2 separate regions of the Zea mays genome follow, and region 1 is linked to region 2. Evidence: chromatin contacts called from public Hi-C data. All regions are on one chromosome and are shown on one strand. Each heading gives the region's core, a stretch centred on a gene start, on an enhancer-like site or on the middle of the called end of the contact. The rest is flanking DNA. Distances are from core to core; before and after follow the strand shown. Region 1 has its middle 34 kb from the start of LOC103652966. Region 2 has its middle 110 kb from the start of LOC103652966.

Evidence for each region. A called contact is a pair of places that touch in the nucleus more often than the background predicts.
Region 1: a contact with region 2 is called in a Hi-C map of leaf mesophyll, with 2.1 times the contacts expected there. The contact joins two enhancer-like sites. A contact is called at or near these places in 3 of 25 Hi-C or Micro-C datasets (bundle sheath, endosperm and leaf mesophyll).

Annotation. Positions count from the first base shown.
Region 1 is chr4:26,216,503-26,224,016 of Zm-B73-REFERENCE-NAM-5.0, reverse strand. No RefSeq gene overlaps it. Among protein-coding and RNA genes, the nearest start is that of LOC103652966, 34 kb to the right of the region's middle. Within about 2 kb of position 2,381, at least 17 of the 20 cell types and tissues checked have an H3K27ac peak or open chromatin away from gene starts, as enhancers often do. A contact at or near this core is called in bundle sheath and leaf mesophyll, where this site is marked.
Region 2 is chr4:26,077,240-26,084,257 of Zm-B73-REFERENCE-NAM-5.0, reverse strand. No RefSeq gene overlaps it. Among protein-coding and RNA genes, the nearest start is that of LOC103652966, 110 kb to the left of the region's middle. Within about 2 kb of position 2,512, at least 18 of the 20 cell types and tissues checked have an H3K27ac peak or open chromatin away from gene starts, as enhancers often do. A contact at or near this core is called in bundle sheath and leaf mesophyll, where this site is marked.

The DNA.
Region 1 (7,514 bases), core at 1,132-3,631, 140 kb before region 2:
GTTTTCCAGCGCACGCAAGGGTAAGAAACAGCCCCGGTCGTGCCGCCTTTTATAGACAAGACGCGGCGCTTCGGGAAACATGCAGTCCAACAGTGCCACGTCCATCAACGGTCACCTCAAAAACCCCGCGGGACCACTTCGAGCGAAGGCAGCGTCTCCACCATCTAGCGACGTCTTCGGCACCAGATGACTTAGTCGAACTGGTCCCTTGGAGGGCAAATGTTGGGGCGAAGGCGACACTACCCTTCGCTCGATGCCTTCATCGCCTCGCTACACCAACGAAGACCACGCCCGAGCGAGCCGAGGGAGCTAGTTGGGTGAGGACCGCCACGGTCGCCCTTCGTCCTCTCCATTGCAAGACGAAGGCAAGGCTCCGTCGAAGTCTGCTGGTCCCACGTCCTCATCGCCTCCGAAGGCCCATGTGGGATTCAGCCCACTGTAACGGGCCCCACGCGGATAAGCATGTACGGGCCGCGTCTGTAATAGCCTTTTCTATAATGATGGTCTGTAACCTCCCCCTGTGAGAATATTCCGGGGATAATCTAGGTACCCGAGGGCATAAACATCCTTGCTAGAGGATGGTGGTCACTCGGGTGCCTATAAATACCCCCGTACAGTGCCCTTGAGTGGCCAGATTAACAGAGCTATTGTCATTCCCCGTTGAACTTTGCAAACACTCTCTCCACTCTCCCGTTGAATCTACTTGCCCAGGAAGGCAAGTTCCAACAAGGGCAAAACTTGCCTTAGACTTGAGATTCACATGTACTTCTCCAAGTTAATCTTCAAGTGACTCGTAACCTCGCTGCTACTCATAGCAATACAAACAAACATGGTATAGGTAAAATTAACCTCACACCAATCATAAGAACAAACTGCATAATAATGATTTACACATCGTAACGAGATCCAAGGTTCAAGAATCACTAAATTTGGAGTTACAGTTAAAGAGTTATGATTTTCCGAAGTTTTAAGTGTTAGATATAGAATAAATTAGGTGCATAAATTTAACCTATATTTCATGACAAAACAGGGTTACCAGATAATAAACAATATTATTACAAATTTAATGCAACTGAAATGGATCAAAAAGGTGTTAGAATGAATTAAATATGAATTAAACAAGTTTCTGGAAATATTTTTATACTAAAAACCATTTTCTATATTAATTTACTTAATTTATTAAATCCCTGGATTGCGCCATAAATTCTAGAAAGCCTAGAGTTGAATTCATAAAATCCAGGACTTGACTGTAATTCCCTATAACTATCTCTGTGCGGCGGGTTGATTGCAGAAAAGGGAAGGGGCTCTTTTGCATTATGGCACGGTCGAAGGGGTACTAAGCATCCAAGGCTATCAGATTAGAATTCGACGGCCACGATCAAAACTACCCTGGATCGGATCGTGATGCGATCAGAGACGCCAGATCTGGGATCAAGGGTTCGAACTTTAAACGACCGCGATCGAATCCGAGGCATCCACGGTCGGATCAATGGCCACCGCAACCCTACCACAAAGCGATACATAGGTTTTTATCTGAGCCGCACGATTCCGATAAGGTGGTTCTGATCACATGCGAGCGACATCTAACCCGGGGTGAAATCCAACCGCTCCCATGCAGATCTACGGCCATAGTTGGATGGAGAGAGGGGGTATGCCCAGATTTAATCACGGTTGTTCGTTCTCTGATCGACGATGCCCCCTTCTTCTTTCTTGGCACAACACACGGCAGTGCCGCGTGCCACCCGTCGACTAGCTCGTCGTGATTACGCCCATACCTCGCCGCAGTGATCTAAATCATGCATGACCCCGCGAAATAGAGAGAGAAGAGCACGACAAACTAGATAGGAGGTATCTCACCGGCGAATGGCGATGGGAAAAGGGTCGGTCCAATGTGGCGCGAACCCTCGGCTGATTCCGGATTCCGGTGAGAAATTGCGGCGACATCGAGTCATCACAAAATCGAGCGATGCCGCGGTCGACCTCCACTAGCATGGGCGGTGCTTTACTCTTCACCACCGGGGCTTGAACGGCGGTGGCACAACTACGGTGGTTCTTCCTTTCTCTCTCTCGCTTCGCTCTCTCAATGCCTTCTCTCACCGGACGATGGCCAGCCAACGCAATACACCCAGATCCGAACGAAAGTTGTGCCCTGAGGTTTTATAAGCTCGCGCGAAGGTAGGCCAGACAGTTGAGACCGTTTTGCCAGCTTGGGCGCGCGACATTTTCGGCGACTGTTATAGCCATGGGTGGCCACGGCGAGGAAGACTGACCGGGCAAGTCCCCCGGTCCATAGACCCTAAACCCACACGCGCATGCCTGAGCGGTTGGATGAGGATGGGGAATGGGCCCGTGATGTCAGCGACAAAAGGAACCCACGCGCGCCGCGAGGGATGACTGGAGAGCGGGCCCGAGTGGTCAGTGAGAAACAGGGAGATCGGGCACGACGCTGCGAGGAAGGCTGACGCAAGCCGCTGGGCCGAGCTGGCGATGTAAGTGAGCCAGAAGCTGAAATCGACCCACGAGATAGTTTGATTTTTTTTCTTTTTGTTTTCTATTTTCTAATTTCTTCCCTTTTTAAATTCCCTATTTAAAATTTTGAATTCACATCGTTTTCAAATTTGAATTTAACAATTCAAATATAAATGCAACATTCAAAGAATTCCAGCATGTATGTACAGTCTTATATTTTATTTATATATTATTCACTTATTCACTTATTTAGAAATATATATTTCAAATGTGAAGTACACACATTATTAAGAAATACCATTTTGAATGTAAATTTTAAAGGTTCTTCCACAATTCAACATTTACTACTTATTATTATTTATTTAAATGAAAGAGATATGTTTTATAAAAAATCTTTTATAGATGTCATTTTATCTCAAATTCTTTTGGAGAACTTTTATACCTCACAAAATATGATTTTGAGTGTTACGGTAGGGTCTTATGGCAGTGAGACGCAGAGCCAGATTAGTGGGTAAAGTGTACACCTTTACACAGACTTTGAAACCTATTCGAATAGTCTTGTCCACTGGCATGGATGAATCTGGTATGGTATGACAATTAGTGTTTTATTTTCGAAAAGGAAGGGGAAATGTGTGAGTGTTTTTGGAAAAGAAAATGATGTCCCAGGAGCGGGAAGCTCAGTGGTGGTTGAGTAAGAAAATGTGTTACTCCACTCTTCTCTGAGTAAAATACCAAGATGATGCCTTTTCTAAAGAAAAATAATGAGTGACTCATAACTCCAGCGTACCAAGCATGTACTATATATGTCCCTCTCTTTTTACTGGCTAGAATGGGCTTGCAGAATACGTAAGTATTCACCTAACTTTATTTATGTTTTTCAGCGGCTTAAGACTTCTTTTATGCTCTGTTCGACTAGAAGGCACTACCGGAATTGACGGCTTTGCCGAGTGCCTGAAGCACTCGGCAAAGCCTTAAAAACACTCGGCAAAGGCTTTGCCGAGTGTCGCACTTGGCAAAGAGGGCTCGGCACACAGTGCATCAGCAAAGCCCTCTTTGCCGAGTACTTTTTCTCGGGCACTCGGCAAAGTGGTTTGCCGAGTGCCAGAGAGCACTCGGCAAAGAAAAGCAGCCATTACGACGACGGGTGACGGAGACGGCGTCTTTGCCGAGTGCCCCGGTGACACTCGGCAAAGAATCCACCTTTGCCGAGTGCCACCTAAGACACTCAGCAAAGAATCCGCCAGAGAGGGTCCCCATGTCAGGTCCTTTGCCGAGTACTTGGTATGGCACTCGGCAAAGCGTGCTTCTTTGCCAAGTGCCAGAGCCATTACACTCGGCAAAGAACCTATATCGGTGCCTAGGTCTTGGTTCTTTGCCGAGTGCAACAGCTCTGACACTCGGCAAAGCACCTCTTTGCCGAGTGTCACACTCGGCAAAGTGACCAGTAGGCACCTTTTTAATTTGTTTTCCCTATTCCATCCAAACAAACAAAAGATATTTCACAGATATCACATATATACATCACAGATGATCACGGACATATATAGCCAACACAAACAGTATTAACACAAATTCTGACATAAGTATTCAACATAAGTTGAGAGGTTCTCAACACAAACAGTATTAACAGAAGTTCAAAAGTATCAACACAAGTTCACAAGCTCTGACAAGTATTCAACATAAGTTTTGTGTTTGAAACACTAAAAACATAACTCGGCACTCATGGAGGTGGGCGGTTGGTCTGGTGCTGCGTTGGGCTGAACCCTTCATTAGGGTTGTTGGATGCCGCCCCAGATTGGCCCTGCACAGAGAAGAGATAGCATGTGTTATACCAGATGCATTATCAACATCTAACTACAACTTTGATACTCATAGGAGTATGGAACATAGCGGGGTCAACTGCTGAAAGTCGCCTAGAGGGGGGTGAATAGGCAAATCTAAAATTTATAAACTTTAAGCACAACTACAAGCCGGGGTTAGTGTTAGAAATATAATCGAGTCTGAAAGAGAGGGTGAAAACAAATCACAAGCGAATAAGAGCGGATGACACGGTGATTTGTTTTACCAAGGTTCGGTTCTTGCAAACCTACTCCCCGTTGAGGTGGTCACAAAGACCGAGTCTCTTTCAACCCTTTCCCTCTCTCAAACGGTCACCTAGACCGAGTGAGCTTCTCTTCTCAAACAATCGGGACACTAAGTCCCCATAAGGACCACCACAACTTGGTGTCTCTTGTTTTGATTACAAGTGAGTTGAACACAAGAAAGAAGGAAGAAGAAAAGCAATCCAAGCGCAAGAGCTCAAATGAACACAATTGTCTCTCTCACTAGTCACTATTTGATTGGAATGATCTTTGGACTTGGGAGAGGATTTGATCTCTTGTTTGTGTCTTTGAATGAAGTCTAGAGCTCTTGTATGAGGTTTGAAGGCTGAAAACTTGGATGCATTGAAGTGTGGTGGTTAGGGGTATTTATAGCCCCAACCACCAAGTTGACCGTGGGTGAAGGCTTCTGTCGTATGGCGCACCGGACAGCCACGTCACCAGGCCGTTGGGTTCTGACCGTTGGAGCTTCTGACATGTGGGCCACCGGACAGTCCGGTGGTTCACCGGATAGTCGCTATTCACTGTCTGGTGCGCCTTCTAGCGCTGCTCTGACTTCTGCGCGCACAAGCGCGCACTGTTCACTTTTAATGTTCCGTTGCAGACGACCATTGGCGCTGTGTAGCCGTTACTCTGCTGGCACACCGGACAGTCCGGTAAATTATAGCGGAGTGGCTCCTAGAATTCTCGAAGGTGGCAAGTTTGGAGTTGGGTTCCCTAGTGCACCGGACACTGTCCGGTGGCACACCGGACAGTCCGATGCGCCAGACCAGGGCTGCCTTTGGGTTGTCTTTTGCTCTCTTTGTTTGAACCCTTTCTTCGTCTTTTTATTGGTTTGTTGTGAACCTTTGGCACCTGTAAAACTTATAATCTAGAGCAAACTAGTTAGTCCAATTATTTGTGTTGGGCAATTCAACCACCAAAATCAATTAGGAAAATGTGTAAGCCTATTTCCCATTCAATCTCCCCCTTTTTGGTGATTGATGCCAACACAAACTAAAGCAAATATATAAGTGCAGAATTGAACTAGTTTGCATAATGTAAGTGCAAAGGTTGCTTGGAATGAAACCAATAATTATTTCTACTAGATATGCATGGATGGCTTTCTTCTTATTTAAAATTTTGGACCACGCTTGCACCACATGTTTTGTTTTGCAAAATTTGGAAATTCTTTTCAAAGTCTTTTGCAAATAGTCAAAGGTATATGAATAAGATTTTGAGAAGCATTTTCAAGATTTGAAATTTTCTCCCCTGTTTCAAATGCTTTTCCTTTGACTAAACAAAACTCCCCCTTAATGAAATCCTCCTCTTAGTGTTCAAGAGGCTTTTAGATACTAATTTTGAAGAGGGTATACCAATTTGAAATTATATCAAAAATAAGATACCAATTTGAAAAATCTTTTCTTAACACAAATTTGAAAGACTACATTTTTGAAATTGGTGGTGGTGCGGTCCTTTTGCTTTGGGCTAATACTTTCTCCCCCTTTGGCATGAATCACCAAAAACGGATACTTGTGAGTGAAATATAAGCCCCTTTTAAACTTTTCTCCCCCTTTGGTAAATAATATAGGAGTGAAGATTATACCAAATTGGAGAACGGTGTGGAGCGACGGTGAAGGATGAATAATTCGATGGAGTGGAGTGGAAGCCTTTTGTTTTCACCGAGGACTCCATTTCCCTTTCAATCTATGACTTAGCATAATATTCACTTGAAAACACATTAGTCATAGCACATGAAAGAGATATGATCAAAGGTATATAAATGAGCTATGTGTGCAAAATATCAATCAAAATTTCTAGAATCAAGAATATTTAGCTCATGCCTAAGTTTGGTAAATGTTTTCTCATCTAATGGCTTGGTAAAGATATCGGCTAATTGTTCTTTGGTGTTAATATAAGCAATCTCGATATCTCCCCGTTGTTGGTGATCCCTCAAAAAGTGATACGGAATGGCTATGTGCTTGGTGCGGCTGTGCTCAACGGGATTATCCGCCATGCGGATTGCACTCTCATTATCACATAGGAGAGGAACTTTGGTTAATTCGTAACCATAGTCCCTAAGGGTTTGCCTCATCCAAAGCAATTGCGCCCAACAATGGCCTGCGGCAATATACTTGACTTCGGCGGTAGAAAGAGCTACAGAATTTTGTTTCTTTGAAGCCTAGGACACCAGAGATCTTCCCAAGAACTGGTAAGTCCCTAATGTGCTCTTTCTATCAATTTTACACCCTGCCTAATTAGCATCTGAATATCCAATTAAATCAAAAGTGGATCCCCTGGGGTACCAAAGGCCAAACTTAGGAGTATAAACTAAATATCTCAAGATTCGTTTTACGGCCCTAAAGTTCCTTAGGATCGGCTTGGAATCTTGCACACATGCATACGGAAAGCATAATATCCGGTCGAGATGCACATAAATAGAGTAAAGATCCTATCATCGACCGGTATACCTTTTGATCTATGGATTTACCTCCTGTGTCGAGGTCGAGATGCCCATTAGTTCCCATGGGTGTCTTGATGGGCTTGGCATCCTTCATCCCAAACTTTGTGAGTATGTCTTGAATGTACTTCGTTTGGCTAATGAAGGTGCCTTCTTGGAGTTGCTTTACTTGAAATCCTAAGAAATACTTCAACTCCCCCATCATAGACATCTCGAATTTTTGAATCATGATCCTACTAAATTCTTCACAAGTATATTTATTAGTAGACCCAAATATGATATCATCAACATAAATTTGGCATACAAAAAATCTTTTGCAATGGTTTTAGTGAATAGAGTAGGATCGGCTTTTCCGACCTTGAAGCCATTAGCGATAAGAAAGTCTCTTAGGCATTCATACCTTGCTCTTGGGGCTTGCTTGAGCCCATAAAGCGCCTTAGAGAGTTTATAGACATGGTTATGATACTCACAATCTTCAAATCCGGGAGGTTGCTCAACATAGACTT
Region 2 (7,018 bases), core at 1,263-3,762:
GATTGGTAACATGACTTGTGGGTAAAGATGCGCAACTTCTGCAGAGTGTAAAACTGGTATACTAGCCGTGCTCACGGTCATGAGCAGCTCGAACCCTCACATGATTAATTTATGGAACTAAATTCAATTTGTCATATGCATTGCATCGCAGGTGATGTTATTACTTTTCTTAATTGGGTTGGTATTTACTTATACTTAGTAACTGCTAATAAAATTTTGACCAACTTTAAAAGCAATGCTCAGCTCTAACCATCCTCTTTGGTAAGCCTTACTCTTCACGTGAGCTCCCACCTTTGGCGAGTTCATGCACATTATTCCCCACAACTTGTTGAGCGATGAACGTATGTGAGCTCACTCTTGCTGTCTCACACCCCCCCCCCCCCCACAGGTCAAGAGCAGGTACCACAGGATGAGGCGCTTGGAGGATGTTGTGATGTGTTCGTGAGAGGTCTAGGCCGTCGTCTCCCAGTCAACTTTGGGTTGCTGGACCGTTGTCTCTTATAATATAATTATTTATTTATTTTGTACAGAACTCCTATTATTTAGTAAATATGTGACATTCAATCTTGTGCCATGATTCATCATATGTGTGAGACTTGGTCCCAGCACACCTGGTGATTATGTTCGCGCCCGGGTCTTAGTGCCCCTGACACCCGGGTGTGACAGAAGTGGTATCAGAGGAATGTTGACTGTAGGACGAAACCTAGATAGAACTGGACAACCATTGTCTACTTACCTTTGCTACTCTGATTCTTATCTAAACTTTTCTTAATCTTTTCTCATCTATTTCCGCTTTACTCTGATTATTCTTACCTTTTCTTTCTAAAGACAAATGTGGATTTCACACTTTGAAATCCTACACCTAGAGTGACTTTAGAAATAGGAGACCTACTCTTAGGAACAAAAACAAAACTATTTTTATATAAATATCTATGAACTTGAATGCTTGTTCTTATGATATTTGTCTGATTTGGATCTTTGATTGAGTGTGATGAGTTGTGGAGTAAGGTCCACAATTACATCTGCATAAACATAATGCTTATAAAACTAACTAGACAAACTAGATTATCCCTCAATAAAGTATCTAGCCTAACAATATCCATCTCATCTTAAAAAGATCTATCATATTTTAATAGATCCATCTTATCTTAAAAGATTCTCTCTTATCTTAATGAATTCATCTCATCATGAAAGATTCGTTTTATCCTAACCACTATATTTATCTGATCCTAAAGTAACCACCAGGACCTAATCCAAAATAATGAGATCATAACTAGTTTAATCTAGTCGTACCAACCTAATCTGGATTCTATCTAATCTATTATGATCTAATCTAGAGTAAGTTATCTAATGCTAGTACAAAGGATAAGGCCATACTCCTAACTCACTTAAGCCTAAATTGGTGACTTAGATCAACTCGGTCATGCAAAACTACTTAACCTACCTGATAAGTTACCTAAATGCATCTACCCCAAAAGCAAAGTAAATCATGTTGGGCCTTTCCATCACAAGCACCGACAACTATCTTAACCATAATACCTTAGCAGAGATGGCAACTCTAAAGATGAGGGCCAAAGAAGACCAACCCCGTCAAGGAAGGAGAAGCACCGACTCAAGTCTTCAAAGAGCAGGAGCTGGATCACCAAATGAGTCAAGATCCACCATCGATAATGGAATCTTCTTTACCATAATCCTTATTACCGCAACCTTCTCTACTTCTGCCTAATAGCTAAACATAGTATACCCACGTGTTCCTAACCATTTCCTTATTTAATGACTTAAAAAGTATATAGAAAACATTTGTGCTTAAAACCACTTGAAAAAAACTTGAAGCTAAACTGCAACCAAACATTTGGCTTTCTATATCTCTTTTCTTACAAATCTCGAGGACGAGATTTTTGTTAAGGGGGGTAAGATTTGTAACACCCTAAATCTCATTTTGAGAATATAGTAAAAATTTTCAAAGATCTTGAATTAGAATATTTTTTCTTTAGAATTCCCATAACATTTGAGGTCACATCTCCTTAAATAAAAGTTTTATAACTAAAATTCAATAAAAAGATTCTTTTATAAATTAGCATTTATTGAAGTTTATAAGTATTAAGATGTGAACTATTCTCTGTTTCATGATTGGAATCATGAATAAATGAACTAAAATAAAACAAATATATATATAGTTTTGCATTCATGTTGGTGTTTTATTTATGCATCTCAAAGTAAAAGTTTAGGATTCAAACTTGTGTTGATTTGAAATTCAAATAGAAATAAAATGAAATAAAAAGGGAAAAGGAAAAGCAAACCTACGCCAGATCTTCTTCCACTCGGCCCAGCTCGCCCTCAAAACCCTGTGGCCCGCACGACCCACTACTTGACGCGCGCAGCCCAACCCACACAGACGCACGCACCTGGTCATGTGCCAATACTGACGGCCTGGCCCCACCTAGCAGCCTCCCTGTCCGTTCTCCCTGTTCCGCGATTGCATGCTGGCCATAGCCGTGTGGGCCCTACATGCCAGTCTGTCACGTGCACGCCTAGAAATCCTTGTGCCACTGATGGGTGGACCCGTGGCGACAACTTCCCCTTCCATCTCGGTCGCAGGCTCGGAACAGAAGCGCGCGACTTCCGGACGGATCCTGCCCTATCCATCCGATGAGCTCGTGCCCAGCCTTCTTCCTCCCGGCATATAAAACCGGGTCCTCCTCTGGACCAACCACCCCATGGGCGCCATTGCCTCCGATGGAATCGCCAGCAGGAGCTATGGGGCAGGGACATCCGCCGCCGCCGTGGCACCATGGTCATTGCGATTCGCTAGCGTCTGATTGAGGGTCGTGGCCTAGTGATCTTCGCAAAGGCACGCGGATGGTTATCATGCCCTCACCATGCGGTTCTGGGGCCGAAGCGGTGAGGAATTGTCAAGACGCACCCCTCCATGGTCGAAGGTCGCTTCGGCAGGAACTTTGGTGAGCTTCTTGACCCTTTGGTTCACTTGCTGGTCCGCTCTGCATAGCACAAACCGTAGGGGGAAAGTGGAGCTCTGGTGCTCGATTTGAGGGGGCACCGCCTCGCGGCTTCGGTCGTGGCTCTGGTCCGCACCTCGCCGGGATCTAGCCCAAGCTGCCAGCGGCCTCTCGCGTTGTTCGTTGCTCCCAGCACGCTGCCTCGCGCCCTCGCCGCAACTATCTCCTACTCCATTGAAGCTTGAGCGTTGTCGCCGTGGGGCTTGGGTAAGTGTCGCCGCAGTCGTGCTCCAGGCTGGGGTATGGATCGCCGCCCCACTCGCCGGTGAGCTCGTCGCCATGAAAACTGAGATGGATCGCCATCGCGGTTCTGCCTCACGCCGTGGGCGGGGCCCGTGCGGCAACACTGTGTTCCGTGTGATCTGGCTCGGCGCAGCGCAGTTGTGCTCCGGCCATGTCCCGACGGCACCTGAATCGTGCCATGAAGCTGCACAAGGTTGTCGCGGAGTCCCTGGTGGTCGGCTAGGTGTGGCTGGTCTCCTCCTACGAACTCACGCGCCGGGCGCGATCACTCGTCCATCCATGGGCTCTGGCGCCGCCGTAGGTTCGCACCGCACCTTGGCCGAGGGCCACCCCAGCTTCACCCACTGGTAAGCCACATCGACCCTGATCCTTTGGGTTCCTGCCTTGCGTTGCACCGACCTCGGGTGTGAATAGGGTAGTCGAGCGCGGTGGCGGGATCAAGCCGTCGTGTTCGCCGCGGCGGAGCTACGGGAGCCGCCCGGAGTCGTCCTGGAAGAAAGAAAATGCTCTGGGACCGTTGCTGCAACCATCTGTGGCCGGGATATGTCCAGAAAAGGGTAAACATCGAACCGTTGGATCGATTGCGGAGGGCACAGATTAGATCTAGGCATATAACCCTTCGGGCCGTCGATCGTTGATTCGATGGCTGCGATCGCATTCTGGTTCGGTGGTAAGAAAATTTAATCGTGGCCCTTGATGCAGGATCCAACGGCCAGACTTAACCGATACCCTTTCGACCTGCGCGTTTTGCAAAAGAGACCTCTTATTTAACTATAAACAACCCGTAGTCCACACTGTTGGAGTTCTGTGTCTTTGTGTCTTTTGCGCAGAACCCCCTAGGTTTCTTTTAAATAGTTGCCGCAGTCCAAATAACTCAAAATTCTATTAAATTAAATACAGAACTTCTTTTAATGCAAAATAATGTCCCAAACTTCGGAAATTCATAACTTGATGAATTTTGCTCCAAAATGATTCATTCCAGTGGCATTAATTTTGTTTAAGTATTGTTTATTACTTAGTACCTTTGTCTAACCATGAAACTTGATTTAAAATTATTCACATGAATAACTCTATTCTAGGTATTAAATAACTTCAGAAATTCCTAACTTAATAACCGTAGCTCCGAATTTAGTGGTTCTTGTTTATACGATCTCGTAGCAGCGCGTAGAATATTATTATGCAGTTGTTCTTATGTTTGATGTAATGTTGATTTTGCCTATACCATGTTTGTTGTATTGCTACGACTAGCGTGAGGTTACGAGTCACCTGAAGATCATCCTGGTACCTGGAATCTCAAGTCCTAGGCAAGTTGTGCCCTTGATCACTTCTTTTTACCCACTCATGTTCTAATTAATCATAATGATCTGCATAGGTTAATTTTGATGGGACCCAATAGGTTACCCTAGTTTGATTATCTTTATACCTTGTTTACCACTGAACTTTTTGGGTAGTACTTGCTAGTGCTTTATGTGGTTTTGGGTATGAAGATACATTATTCATGATCACACTTTTATTATCTATTTATTATTACTGTTCATGATAAGATCATTATGTTAATTGGAACATGGAGCGACCACCCGGGAAAACAGTGCTACCACAAGGGTTTAATGGGACGCCCTTGGCTGATTAATTAGGAAAGCTAGCGGAAGACTACCTTACCCGAAAGGGGCAAGGGCAGTAGGGGAGTGGTTAGTGTAGGGAGGTCCTTGGGATGATTTTGCTGCGATGGCGATCATGCGAGGGATCCCTGCATTGGAGCTTCCTATAAACTATAGCGGGTTTTCTGAAGCTAGTGGAACTTTGTAAAGGCCTCGTAGTGTTACCCTGCCTCGCCTCCTCGGTAGACGTGTATGGGAAGTCGCGATCCCTTGGCAGATGGGTAACATGACTTGTGGGTAAAGATGCGCAACCTCTGTAGAGCGTAAAACTGGTATACTAGCCGTGCTCACGGTCATGAGCAGCTCGGACTCTCACATGATTAATTTATGGAACTAAATTCAATTTGTCATATGCATTGCATCGTAGGTGATGTTATTACTTTTTTTAATTGGGTTGGTATTTACTTATACTTAGTAACTGCTAATAAAATTTTGACCAACTTTAAAAGCAATGCTCAGCTCTAACCATCCTCTTTGGTAAGCCTTACACTTCACGTGAGCTCCCACCTTTGGCGAGTTCATGCACATTATTCCCCACAACTTGTTGAGCGATGAACGTATGTGAGCTCACTCTTGCTGTCTCACACCCCCCCACAGGTCAAGAGCAGGTACCACAGGATGAGGCGCTTTGAGGATGCTATGATGTGTTCGTGAGAGGTCTAGGCCGTCGTCTCCCAGTCAACTTTGGGTTGTTGGACCGTTGTCTCTTATAATGTAATTATTTATTTATTTTGTACAGAACTCCTATTATTTAGTAAATATGTGACATTCGATCCTATGCCATGATTCATCATATGTGTGAGACTTGGTCCCAGCACACCTGGTGATTATGTTCGCGCCCGGGTCTTAGTGCCCCTGACACCCGGGTGTGACACAACTCTTGTTGAAGGAACCCATTTAAGAGTGAGGAAGAGCCTTTGCCTAGTGAGGGACTTGAGAATTGATAGGCACTTGACTAGCAGCCTCATAGCACATTAAGAGTAGCTTGTGGGCATTCACCACCCTTATTAGACTTGGTAAAGTCAAGTGAGAATTAGTGCTTATCACTCTTGGTGGTCGAGATCACCTATACAACTTAGTGGCTATCGGGAGTTCAGTGATCACTCGAAGAGCTTATGGGTGATGAAACTCAAGGGTACATGGTTGTGAGTAGTTAATCATGCTAGAGAGGCAAAAGGTAGCTTATAGAGATCACTTGTCCTCGCACGGATCAAGCGGGAGTAGCACCCTTGCAAGGGTACTTAAATGAAAACTGCTGGGAAATGTCAACCCTTTGATACTTCAATAAAATAATAAGGCATATATAATCATTTCTTTAATTTGAGTAATTACATAAAGTATTTATTTTACTAGAATTGCTATGCTAGTATATATAATTGGAACTTAGGGTGCAAACCTTTTGATCGATAGATAGAAACACTTCTAGGCACAAGGGGTCAAGTCGGGCTTGTTAATAGCTTTTAATTTGTGTAAGAAAATTTAGATAAGCCTAATTCACACACCCTCTCTTTGGCATCTTGATGCTTTGAAACTCAATTGACACTTAGAACTAGCCAATTCTTGATCTTCTCGCTCATGCCCTTTGAAAACGGATAATTGAATAGCATCAATAGGGGCACGAAAACCATATACACCCAATAAATCACCATTATTCTTATCTAACTTTACTTGCCTCTATAAAATATATGTTAGTCATAATAATCTAGTGTTGTAATTATCACCAAAACCCAATTAGGGGCCTAGATATTTTAAATTGTACTTGCTCAAAAATAAATCGGACTTGTTCCAAGTCTTCCACAACTTCCATAATCTTGTCAAAAATAATTTGATCACAAACTAATTACCATGCAAATAGCTTGGGGTTGGTGAGTATGAGAGGTTTAATTCCTTCTTCCAAAAAAAAGAATTGCTCATCATGTTCATGTACTCATGCTCATCAACAAAATGGGGCTGCAGAAAGAAAACATCATCATATTTTAGAAGTAGGCCTTGCTTTATTAGACAGTGCATCCATGCCTTTGAAATTTTGGAATGACGCCTTCCAAACTATTGTGCATCTAATCAACATTCTACCATCTCGAGTAATCTAAATGAATAACC